Linked DNA regions of Zea mays: regions 1, 2 and 4 are each linked to region 3. Evidence: chromatin contacts called from public Hi-C data. All regions are on one chromosome and are shown on one strand. The core of a region is the stretch at or near the end of the contact, and the rest is flanking DNA. Distances in the headings are between cores, read along the strand shown.

Evidence for each region. Hi-C and Micro-C count contacts between places; a contact is called where the count stands out from the background.
Region 1: a Hi-C map of endosperm shows a contact between it and region 3, with 2.3 times the contacts expected there. The contact joins the promoter of LOC100277784 here to the promoter of LOC732788 in region 3. A contact is called at or near these places in 4 of 25 Hi-C or Micro-C datasets (bundle sheath, ear, endosperm and 1 more).
Region 2: a Hi-C map of tassel shows a contact between it and region 3, with 2.6 times the contacts expected there. The contact joins the promoter of LOC778431 here to the promoter of LOC732788 in region 3. A contact is called at or near these places in 2 of 25 Hi-C or Micro-C datasets (endosperm and tassel).
Region 4: a contact with region 3 is called in a Hi-C map of leaf, with 3 times the contacts expected there. The contact joins the promoter of LOC100192800 here to the promoter of LOC732788 in region 3. A contact is called at or near these places in 3 of 25 Hi-C or Micro-C datasets (bundle sheath, endosperm and leaf).

The regions. Positions count from the first base shown.
Region 1 is chr8:97,305,930-97,308,629 of Zm-B73-REFERENCE-NAM-5.0, reverse strand. It overlaps LOC100277784, which reads right to left and starts at 1,449. Exons shown (of 1, transcript NM_001151265.2): 1 at 749-1,449. The coding sequence starts at 1,395. The coding sequence ends at 1,105. LOC100276424 (CASP-like protein 5B2) reads left to right here. Exons shown (of 3, transcript NM_001150221.3): 3 at 1-118.
Region 2 is chr8:97,447,579-97,450,278 of Zm-B73-REFERENCE-NAM-5.0, reverse strand. It overlaps LOC778431 (proline responding1), which reads right to left and starts at 1,414. Exons shown (of 20, transcript NM_001319696.1): 1 at 1,178-1,414; 2 at 388-462; 3 at 107-313; 4 at 1-20. The coding sequence starts at 1,237.
Region 3 is chr8:96,773,793-96,776,492 of Zm-B73-REFERENCE-NAM-5.0, reverse strand. LOC732788 (DRE-binding protein 1c) reads right to left here and starts at 1,295. Exons shown (of 3, transcript NM_001305945.1): 1 at 1,082-1,295; 2 at 121-173.
Region 4 is chr8:97,382,501-97,385,200 of Zm-B73-REFERENCE-NAM-5.0, reverse strand. LOC100192800 reads left to right here and starts at 1,302. Exons shown (of 8, transcript NM_001358559.1): 1 at 1,302-1,602. The coding sequence starts at 1,445.

The DNA.
Region 1 (2,700 bases), core at 200-2,699, 530 kb before region 3:
ATGTCACATATTTAGAGCCACATAGCCCCCCCCCCCCCCCCCCCCCCCCAAAAAAAAGGAATGTTGGGATCATGTAAAGTCCTTGAAGTGAACAGTTACTAATGGAAGAAATTCACTAGATCTCTCCATGTCTGCTGAGTTATATGCCTTTTCTCTATCTTTGATGCAAGGTGACCTCGCACACTGCAAATCAAGCAGGTCTATGTAAACAATCCGAAGCAAGACCTTGGACTTTCAGGGAGTATTTGGTTTGAAAAAACAATTCATTTTAAATGAGATGGTGTATCATGACTCATGAGTTCATCCTCATATATTATTACTAATTCTATTTCACAAATCAAACAATAATCATATTATTACTAGTTCTATTCCACAAATCAAACAATGATAGACTGCCCGTTCCTCAAACCAAGCAAGCTGTTAGTTTTTTTTTTTGATAGAGATGACTTTTATGTTGTGTGATGCATTTCTTTTACTCGAGCAATCGAGCTCAACTAGACAAATGGGCACGTGCTGTTGACAAAACGAAACAAGCTGGCCAATTTCACATCAAGGCCGCCGCGATTGAGATGGTATGCCTTGTTTCTCTGTCCTGTTAATCGCCGAGATCGGACGGCTCGAGAAAAACAAAATGGATGGGCTAGGAGCTGCGTCCAAATAAATTGAGGCACTGTAGATTCTAGTTTATCATGTAGAACCGCTTTTGAAAAGGGATCATGAAATTGTAAATGCACGTACCACCGTTTTGAAAAAAGCATGGATTTCTGAATTAAAATCCATGCGTTTCATCGTTTGCCTGGCATATTTATTCCAACGAATTACACACAGTTTTCACTCCAAGGCACAAAGCCTCTCCTTTTGGAGTACCTCCTGCACCCATCCATCCATTACATTACATTACAGATGACCACAGTAAAAAAAGATGAAGAATTTATGTACACTTACACGCAGCTACTTAGAGGCTAATATTCACAATTACTCAGCATCATCCTCATACTACGTATACCACACGCTCCATCTGCTACGTGAGGCCATGAGCAAACAAACCTTCGCTTGCTTTTCTTTTTTTGCCTCACGGGCGGCTAGCTTCACTTCACGATCGAGTCACGGGTCCGGGGAGACCGGGCGCCGGCGGTGCGACGGGCACCTCATCGGAGAGCGTCGTCGCGCCACGCCGGCTGCACCGGAGCTGGCCGTCGACGTAGTCGTCTGGGATGTCAACAGGTCGCTCGACGTCACCTGCTGGTACCGGGCGGAGTCGGCGCCGCCCGGGAGACGGAAGTAGGACGTCGGCGAGGAGGGCTCGTCGAAGAAGAGGTCGCCGAGGGAGACCCGCCCTTCCTCCTTCCTGTACCGCACGACGGCCCTGTAGATGAACGGGATGAGGCCTTCCATGGCAGGACAAGTCCACGGGCGCGCGCAGCTGGGATTGGGAGACGGGAAGACGATGGAGGGAGAGAGGTGGTGGGCTTTAAAAGGGGAGACAGAGATGCATGACTTGGACACTTGGGGAATGGATAGAGATGGAGACCAAATGGAGTGGTTTGGTTTCTAACTGTACTATCTAATAATATATGTCCTGATAATTAAGATGGTGCTAATGGGATGTTAGAATTCTTGTAACTGTTCTTAGTTGTGGTGCCTGGCTCGTTGTTGTAGGGTTCCAGCTAGGTCCATCCAGGGAGGAGACTTGAACGCAAGGGACGCTCAGTCGTAGAAGGCGAGTTTTACAAGTGGACAGCGACGCGCGGTGGAGTTTCAGTGCAGGGATGTCTTTTTTTCTGAAATTCAACTCTCGGAAGCATACGGCTCACCTACCTGCTGCAAAAGAAAGGGAACCCCAAATGCCGGAATTCGCCGAGCCGACAATGATTGGTTATCCCCACCGCCACCGGAATTCTTTAGGCCTTCCCGGTGGCGTAATCCGTTGGAAATCCCAGCGCCAGCACGGAAGATCCCGGTCCTTCTCGCGTCAGTCCAGCCGACTCTGTCCATCCAGACGTACGCGACGACTTGTCGAGCACTCACTCACTCATTCAGGCGTACCAGAGATGATTAGAGAAAAGGATTATACTGCAGCTCGTGTGGCTGCTGTAGTAACTCGAGCGTGGCTTCGAGATTGACGGTTCCGTTTTTTTTATCTGATCATGCGGGACACGATGGGAGATGCCTGGCGGGCAGGCAGCAGTTCACACCGGCCAGGTCATCTGATGGCAGTCTGCTGGTCGTCGGAGTGCTGTTTATTTATACTATTATGCCTGGTCAGATGCAGGTCATGGTATTGTTTAACAGACATATAGTTTGGATAGGCAGTTTGGCACTGATGTGCGAGTCTCAACTAAAAAGGGTTCAGTTTGGGATCGAAAGATAGGTGTATATATGTCCTCCAGTCCAACAACATAGGTGTAGTAGTGTCAGTCAGTGGCAGCCTGTGAGTGCTCACGTACAGTAGGCTCCAGTTATTAGGCAGCAGGGCCTAGAGTCAGTCAGCCAGCACCTCCACAGCTGGACAGGTAATGGCACTAGAGATGTGGATGCCCCATCCTTGTTACCATAGAGTTCCCATCACGGTTTACAAAACCGTTCTAAGATAAAAACCGTCCATCCCCCACCGGTAACGGTTTACCAACAGTAAACCGGTAAAAACCGACCGGTTTGACCAATTCAAATCAATTTGAATTTGAACCGGTTTACCGGTGA
Region 2 (2,700 bases), core at 165-2,664, 670 kb before region 3:
TGCGAGGAGGACACATCAAGCTGCATCACGGGAAGGTCGACATTAGAAACATATGGACAAGGCACCGAACTAATGACAAATTTCCATATCAAGTTCACAAACACACTTGGGTAAATAGCATATCATAAAGAGCCATGAGGCCACTCTGACCAACAGCAGCGCAAGCCTTTCCATCCAGCTCCATCTGTGGCTTTTGCAGATCAGCAAAGCTGCTATTGACAAGCTTCCTGTACTTGAGCCTCTGCTTCCCCACACCAACAGCACCTGAGGTCACAAGGATCACCTCGTATCCTAAGACATTCAGCTCTTTTACCTGCATTGCCAAGAATCTTCCCAGACTTACACTAGTTGATATAACATTATGAAAGTTTTAATTAGGATTGATACCTGCTCACAAAGACACCCCAACCGGCCCACAGCCAGTCGCCCATCATCACCCCTCGTGACGACTGCAGTGCCCACCTGTCACGAAAAAAGGTAAGAATCAGCTGTAATCAAAATCAAAAGGAGATCCAAATTAATTCCTGAGTCCTGACAGATGTGTAACTCTCAGAACTTGCCAAACGTATGGTGGTGGGGTGGGATAGCACACTGGTGTTGTCAAGCTCAGCACAAGTTTCCCCTCCCACCCCGCAAAACTACCCCCCCCCCCCCCCCCCCCCCCGCGTCCCGGGGAGCATTACTTCTCTTTCCCTTTGCCCGTACAAATTCATAGATAAACTAACCCAGGTAAAAAGAACAGAGAACAAACAATAAGGGAATTCGAACGAGTTGATTCGCATGCGAAAGAAGAACACATCAGAATTCAGACAAGATGGCTTCTGCCTTCTATGCGCATTTCCCATCTGATAGAAATCATATAGCAAACTAAGATTAGGACATCCGAATTCAAACATTGGAGTCAACGTATGAACTTACACCACCAACCCGTCAACTCGACTATAAGGGTAGAAGCAAAATATAAAACCCAAACAAAACCCTGCTACCTCACAACTTACTCAGACGAAGAGGCTCGACGAAGAGAACCCAAAATCGAACAAGGTTATTCAAGAATTATTCACGCCATACAAAAACACGATTAGAAAACACAGCATAATATGAACAACACAATGCAAATAGCACCAAACAAATCGCGGTTTGGATCTAAAACAACACGCCAATCGTACGATTCAATCACCTTGATGATGACGCGTTTGACGTCCTTCATGAAAGTCCGGGTCCGGTCCGCGGTGGCCATGGCCGCCGCCAACGCTTTTAGATCGACGCCGCTCTTGGTCCTCCGTCTCCTCTCCCTATCAGCCTCCGCCTCTCTTGTCCGTTTTCCTTGCGGGGGCAGCTCTATCGTCACCTCGTCGCCGCAATCGCCAGGAAGGCGGATGAGAGAGGAGAGGGTTTTTGAAGTGGTGAGACGGACTGGGTGAGGGAACAAAAATGGCAACAACCTACCTCAGTCAGGATCCCGTGTGCCTGCGGCGGCGGCAGTCGAGTTGAGTTTATCTGTTCGGGACCTCGGGTGAGAAATCAACGGATGACGATAATCGGGGCCTCGGGGGAGCAACCGGATCCATCGGATCTGCGATGAATCTTGGGCGCGCGTATTAGGTGTACGAGGAGGCAAACTATTTTAGGGGTGAATACGCTAGAGGGTAAAATTAGCTAAATATATTCAAACATCATATCTAATTCAGCTATTAATTATTTTTAGTAATTAGCTACTAGTTAGCTACTTAGCTAGCTATTTATTATCTAGCTAATTTCACTATTGGAAGGTATTTGAATGCACTAGAGATAATAGTTAGTGTCTAAAATTAGTTGGAGACATCTAAACACCCTAACTAATAGTTCAACTATTAGTTATTTTTAGTAAATTAGTTAATAGTTAGTTATCAATTTATTATCTAGTTAATTATACTAGCAATTTTTAGCCAACTAACTATTAGTTCTATTGCATTCAAACATCCTCTTAATTTTTTAACAACTAATTATTAGCTCTATTACTTTCAAACACTCCTTGGTAAAAACTTAAAACAAAATGTTGGAAATAAAAGTATCGGTAAATTTAGTCTGTTTTGAATAATTTTTACTCTTTTAATTTAAAAGCTGATTTTTTTATAAGACTTGGTTTGTGGTTATTGCTTTTTTGTTATTGTTTTATATAATACGGACTTTTAGTTTGCTAGCATACCAAAGGCCACAAAAACTTCTCGAATCCTGATTTTATAATGTCAGTGCATTGCGATGACACACATTCTTGTTGCTATAGGATTGTCGAACGTAAATGGAAGAGATCTCATCTGTAACGATCCTTCTAGTCGTCGATCAGGACGAACAAACGAGATTAGAGGATGATTAGTTAAATTAAGCGAGGTGGATTGATTACAAAGAAATATAAAGCTTTTTAAAAGTGTTGACGCTCGACGAAAATTGATGCTTTATATAGTAAATATTAGTTTCTTAAGCGAGCTTGACTACTAGATTGTTTGTTTCGGCTTTACCTTAATAAAAACTAGCAACAAATAGAAACAAACAAATCATTCACTAAAAAATATAGGGACTTTTAACACCTTCTATCCTCTTCTTCATCTACTATATAAAAGCACTGGTTCACGCATTCACACCCAACTAACAAACATAAACACACATTTTGTGTTTTATTAAAAGAAAGTCTATCCATGTGATATATAGAAACAGTAGTAATAC
Region 3 (2,700 bases), core at 46-2,545:
CCTGCTGAAACATAAACTGTTATTGTTATTTGTGTGATTGTGTTTTATAGGGCCAGGCCTAGTGTGGACTCATATCAGTCAATATTTCCTTTTCACAAGAGGTGATCAAAGCAGTCATACCTACTGTTCTGATGGAACCATGCACCACAGCACTGCCCTCTGCTCCATATGCTCTATAGATTACCGATAAGACAAGACAAATAGACATAGTACGTATCAGATAGTGGATTAAGGAAAACTAACAACAATAGAATTTGACAACATACAGAAACAAAGTTAGCAGCAAGTTAGGCACGCTCTACAAGCTTCCAAGTATACACGTTTCTGTGGAGATGATGCACACTGTACTGCCACTCAGTACGATGCAAACAATACTCATAACCTGAAGATCAAATAATATGAACAATACTCACAGCTCTGAAGCTTAAGCCTATATCTACACCGCTATAAATACCCAAGATAGGCTTCTAAAACCACATCTTACAGCAGTTGATACCCAGAATAAAGTTTCTAGTAGATTAAACATACGATTCCAGCTTTCAACATGACAAACAAGCAACAGCATGAGCTTCCCCCTATTTTAAGGGCGCCATACTATGCTCAACCATACAGGAACTAGCAATCATCCACTGCAGTCAAATTAGAATGACAAACAGGACAACGATCCCCATTTAAAGCCCTTTACCCCAATTCCACACCAACGAAAAATACCTCAACCACCATCCTATGGGCCCAAATTACACGGACCACCACCAGAAACCCTAATTCCGGAATTGCTAGGGCACAATGGCACAATCCGACAAGGAAATCCCACAACCCTCACCAAGGGGCATCTTACGGATATAATTTCCCAGAACCCTAATTAAAAATCTCGACAAGTGAACCGACCAGTACCCCTCGAAAATTTACCAACCTATGAGCCCCAAAAAAAAATTCCACAGATACCCGTTCCCCGCCAGACGAACATGGGCAGTCAAATTGAGTGGCTCGAGAGTTAAAATCCCAACATCCTCAAACCCTAGTCGGCTAATCCTCTAGCATACAAGTAAATCGAAAGAAGTATCTGGAAGGCTGATCTCACCTTCCGGGCTGCAGGGCCGGGGGCTGCATCGGCATGGCATGGTTCTGATCCAGCGTCATGGCCGCTCCAAAGATGGCCACTGGGTTCCTAGCGTTCGCTATCTCGCTGGCTGGTGTGTAGTGTGTTCTTGTTGGAGTCGATAAGACCCGCGAGATGTCTAGAAGAAAAGTCAGGAGAGGGAGGAGAAAGACGAGAGAAACCAGAATCCAAAAGCCCGTTGTGAGGCGGTCCGCCGGCTATTTATAAGCCGGTCTCGACGCGTTCCGTGGTCCCCATTTTCCGTGGAAAAAATATCTTTGGATTCTCGCGGCCGGTCACGGGTTCGGTCGCGTGGGTTCCGTGTGTCAGTGGAACAGAACAGGCTCACGTGGACGTGGTGTATTGAAGTGAGAGCGAGCTGACGTAAGGCGTGCGCTGGATCGGAGGTGCGGCTTTCGCTTTGCGTGGAAGGATCTGGAGACTTGGCGCCGAAGCAAACTCGGTTGAGGGCTTGAGGCCAGTCGCTTGATACTAGCTCCAACAAGGGACCCTAAAGGGTTCTGTACCCTAAATATAGAGGATCGAATGGTATTCTACGTCTCTAGTAGCGTCCTCTAAACAGTTCTCTAAATTTAGAGGACGCTGCTGGATTCTCTATATATAGAGTTCCTCTAAACGATCTTCTATCCATTTTAATACTTTAAATAACCGGTTTAGCAAAACTAAAATATGTATAATACATTTGAGAGTATGACAAATACGTAGGTACAAAAAATAAAAATAAAAAATGTTTCTAATATAGATATTTGAGTATAGAGGATGTGATTTAGAGGACGTTGTTGGAGAGGAAGGAGATATAGAGGGTGAAATCTTTTAGAGGAGACTGTAAAGGACGGATATAGAGGATGAATATAGAGGACGTTGCTGGAGACAGTCTCAGACTCTCGTGCGCTGGTTTGGTTGGAGACGTGAACATTTTGCCTGACCAAAACCGTTGCATGAAAGTTATTCGAAAAGTTTGTGTTTTTTTTTCAAGTCAGATATAAGTGGGAAAAATATGTATTTGGTTGGTACCTAGAGCTGATGAAGCCCAAATATGAGTTGCAGTATGCTATAACTTTAACTGATCAAATAATATAAGGATAAATATATTTTTTTGGTAAACAATATAAGTATAGTCATAATCTAGATTTAAAATAAATTTGAATATTGATGAACAACAGAAGATCCTTTCCATGCGTTGGTGAACAGCGACATGATCAGCGTCATTTGTTGGCACAATTAAAAAAATTAGGGTGGTAGTTAATTGATAGTAAAAAGTTTGCACGGTTGTTGTTAATTAACGTGAGTCAATTTTGATGTTTTACAAAATTATAATTAAAATGTTGTTAAAATGTAATGTTAGATCTAATTTGTTTCTATTAAATTCAAAGTATATGAGCAATTAAGACTTTGGATCGATTTTCCAGGTATATAAGAGACATCGTGACACAACTATCTCTTATATTTTTTTCTAATTAACCTCTTAGACTTCTCAGACCTAATATTAAATAAAGTTGTACATGTCCTAATTTTGTCGATGTTGGGGATTAGTTTCGTTGTGAAATGTTAACGTGTCCCTTCAAATGTTTTGGACAATC
Region 4 (2,700 bases), core at 53-2,552, 610 kb before region 3:
ATCCAGGATATTTTATAGAGAGAGAAAAACTTTTTAACCTCTCGTACATAAAGATGAAAAACGCATATAAAACGCATGCAGGTTTCTGGTGTGTTCAGCAAACGGGCGAGTGACTCCAAATTCTAAACGCGACGCTGTGCCTGTGCGTGCGTGTTACAGGGACATGGACGGACAGCGAGGGATCGGGCACTGGTATATACTAGTATACGTTATCGCGATTCGCGATACTGTGCAGGTGGCACGCACGAGCGGTCAACAAATGTGTGATCGAGCCCGAGCACGATGGATCTATCTATCGCACTGGTTTTTTTTTGCATTGCTCTGCCTCCGTGTAAAGAAAGATGTGGCGCACGCGACAAACGTCTTTGACAGCCTGATCTGTCTGATGGTGGTAGGTGGAATCTGCGCTCACAGCCAGAAGGTGACAGCGCCAAAAGCCAGGGAATCCACGCGGGCCGCGCCGCGGCATTTTGGCGCAGCTCTGATCTGCTCACCACGGCGCGGCGCGGCGCGGCGCGACGCGACAGACAGCTCACAGGAGTTTCGTCGCACTGGAACACTTGGCCGCAGCAGCGGGATGCGCGGCCAGCTGGCGATTACTGTCCCATCACCATCAGGGCCTCAGGGGTCTCCGGTTCAGTGCATAGTAGAGCCCGAGACCACACAGACCAGAGAGTCAGACGGAAGAAAGGCCGTTCAACGTTCTCCCAAAGTCTGTAGCTAGCTAGTAGAAAACTTCGCTGACTCTGATGCCACAGGATATCTGCACCGTGCGCGCAAATGTGCATCACCATCATAAATTCATCCCGCGTTGGTTCAAGCCTTCCGGCACACAGTTGACCGTCCACTGTTAACAGGAGTACGTATAAGGCTAGCGAACGGGACAGGAGCCCGTCACAAATGTCTCGCGAAGAAGCAAACGCCAAAAAACGTCATGGCTCGGGTCGGGTTGCAGCCAGCCAGCCAGCCCCACTGTACCAAAAGTCCAGCACATCTTCTCATAAAAAATACTAACAGAGAAGTTTCAGCATAATAGTAGCTTCAAAAGCTCATCATTGTACAGAAGCCCAAAGGTCACACAGCCCACTAGGTCGACCCGGCAAATGGCCGGAAACGCGATCGGCCCACTAAAACCGACCCGGCCTAGCGGCGGCGGCCCACTCCAGTACGCGTACGCCACCACGCGCACGCCACCCTCCAACCCAAGCAATCAGGCGCCGCGCAGAGGTAGTAAGGCAAGGAACGCGGGGCCGCGGCACACGCAAAATTCCCCATCCCCCAAGGAAGCCACGCCCTCGCGCACCAGCGCGACCGGACCACACCGGCACCGCCCGTCTGACCGACGCAACCCAGCCGTCCAGACGCGCCGCCGACCGTCCTTCCACCACCACGCCCGCGCCGTCGCACGCTCCCTAGGGTTCCGCAGGGCCGGGGATCGCCGGAGATGGACTGGAGCGCGGTGACGGCGGAGGACTTGGTGGACGCGCTGCGGGAGGTGGACTGGTCCATGCCGCCGCGGCCTGTCCCGGAGTTCTTCTCCCGCTTCACCGTCCCACGCTCCTACTCCAAGTGGACCAGCCGCCTCAAGTGCAACCTCTACTAGTACGATCCGCCTCCTCTCTCCCTTGACCCCCTCACCGACTCAAGTGCCTAATTGCCTACTGTACCTTTCACTGTCCCCGTCTCGTGCTAATCCACGATCTGCCCAGGACTCGCTTACTGTATTCAATTTGAAGGGTTTCGGTATGATTTTCTGTCATCGATCCATGGATTGGCCACTTCGATTTGGATTTGTGGGCATCTAGTGTCGATTCTGCTGGATCAGGCGCATATTTCAGCCCTTGTTTCATTCTCATGGTTCACATACTGGCATATAATGTCAAGCCTAAGAAAATGTACGCTGCTCATAAGTGTAAGCATTATATTTAGTCCCAGAAAGTCAGGTCGTGGTTAAATGAGTTGCACAGGAGGACACGGTCTGGCTGTGGGTTAGCCGTTTTTAAAATTTTGATTGATGAATTGGTAGTTTCATGATACGGATCATCAGACTGAGTACTCAGTAGCCATCTGTATAGAATTCTGCAGCCTCAGATTGTCTACTGGCTTACATATGCTAGATTAGGGCCCTGTTTGTTTCGGCTTCTGGCAGCCAAACGCGTCGCTTCTCAGCCCGCTTATGTGAGAACCGATTCTTTGAAAATCGCCCAAATCAACGTGAATGCAAAATAAACCGAGTCGACAGGAGGAATCTGCCGCTTCCTAAACCCTAAACTGTACAAACCCCTTTATCTTCCTCCACACCTATGTCCCGGGATATCCGGATTCTTGGGACGTCTAGATTATCTAGGAATTCAGATTATCAGAAAAGTTGTCCCAAACAGGCCCTAGGATATGTTGGAATAAGCTTAATTCTTCCAGATATTTACATATGTTGAGTGGCTTACTCTTGGGGCAAGAAATTTGTGTATGTGCATATAAATTATGCACAAAAGTGTCAGTAACTCGGTATCAATGTTTTAAGGCGTCGCCTAGGCGTCTAGGCGCCCAAAAATCCTAGGCGCCTAGCGCCTTGCTCGCCTAGGCGTCGGCTAGGCATCCAGGCGGCGGTCCAACGCCTTGTCTTGCCTTATGCTTTAAGAACCATGGTCAGTATTAGAGCTTTAACTTTGTGTAGGTCATGTAAAGCATGATACACAAGAT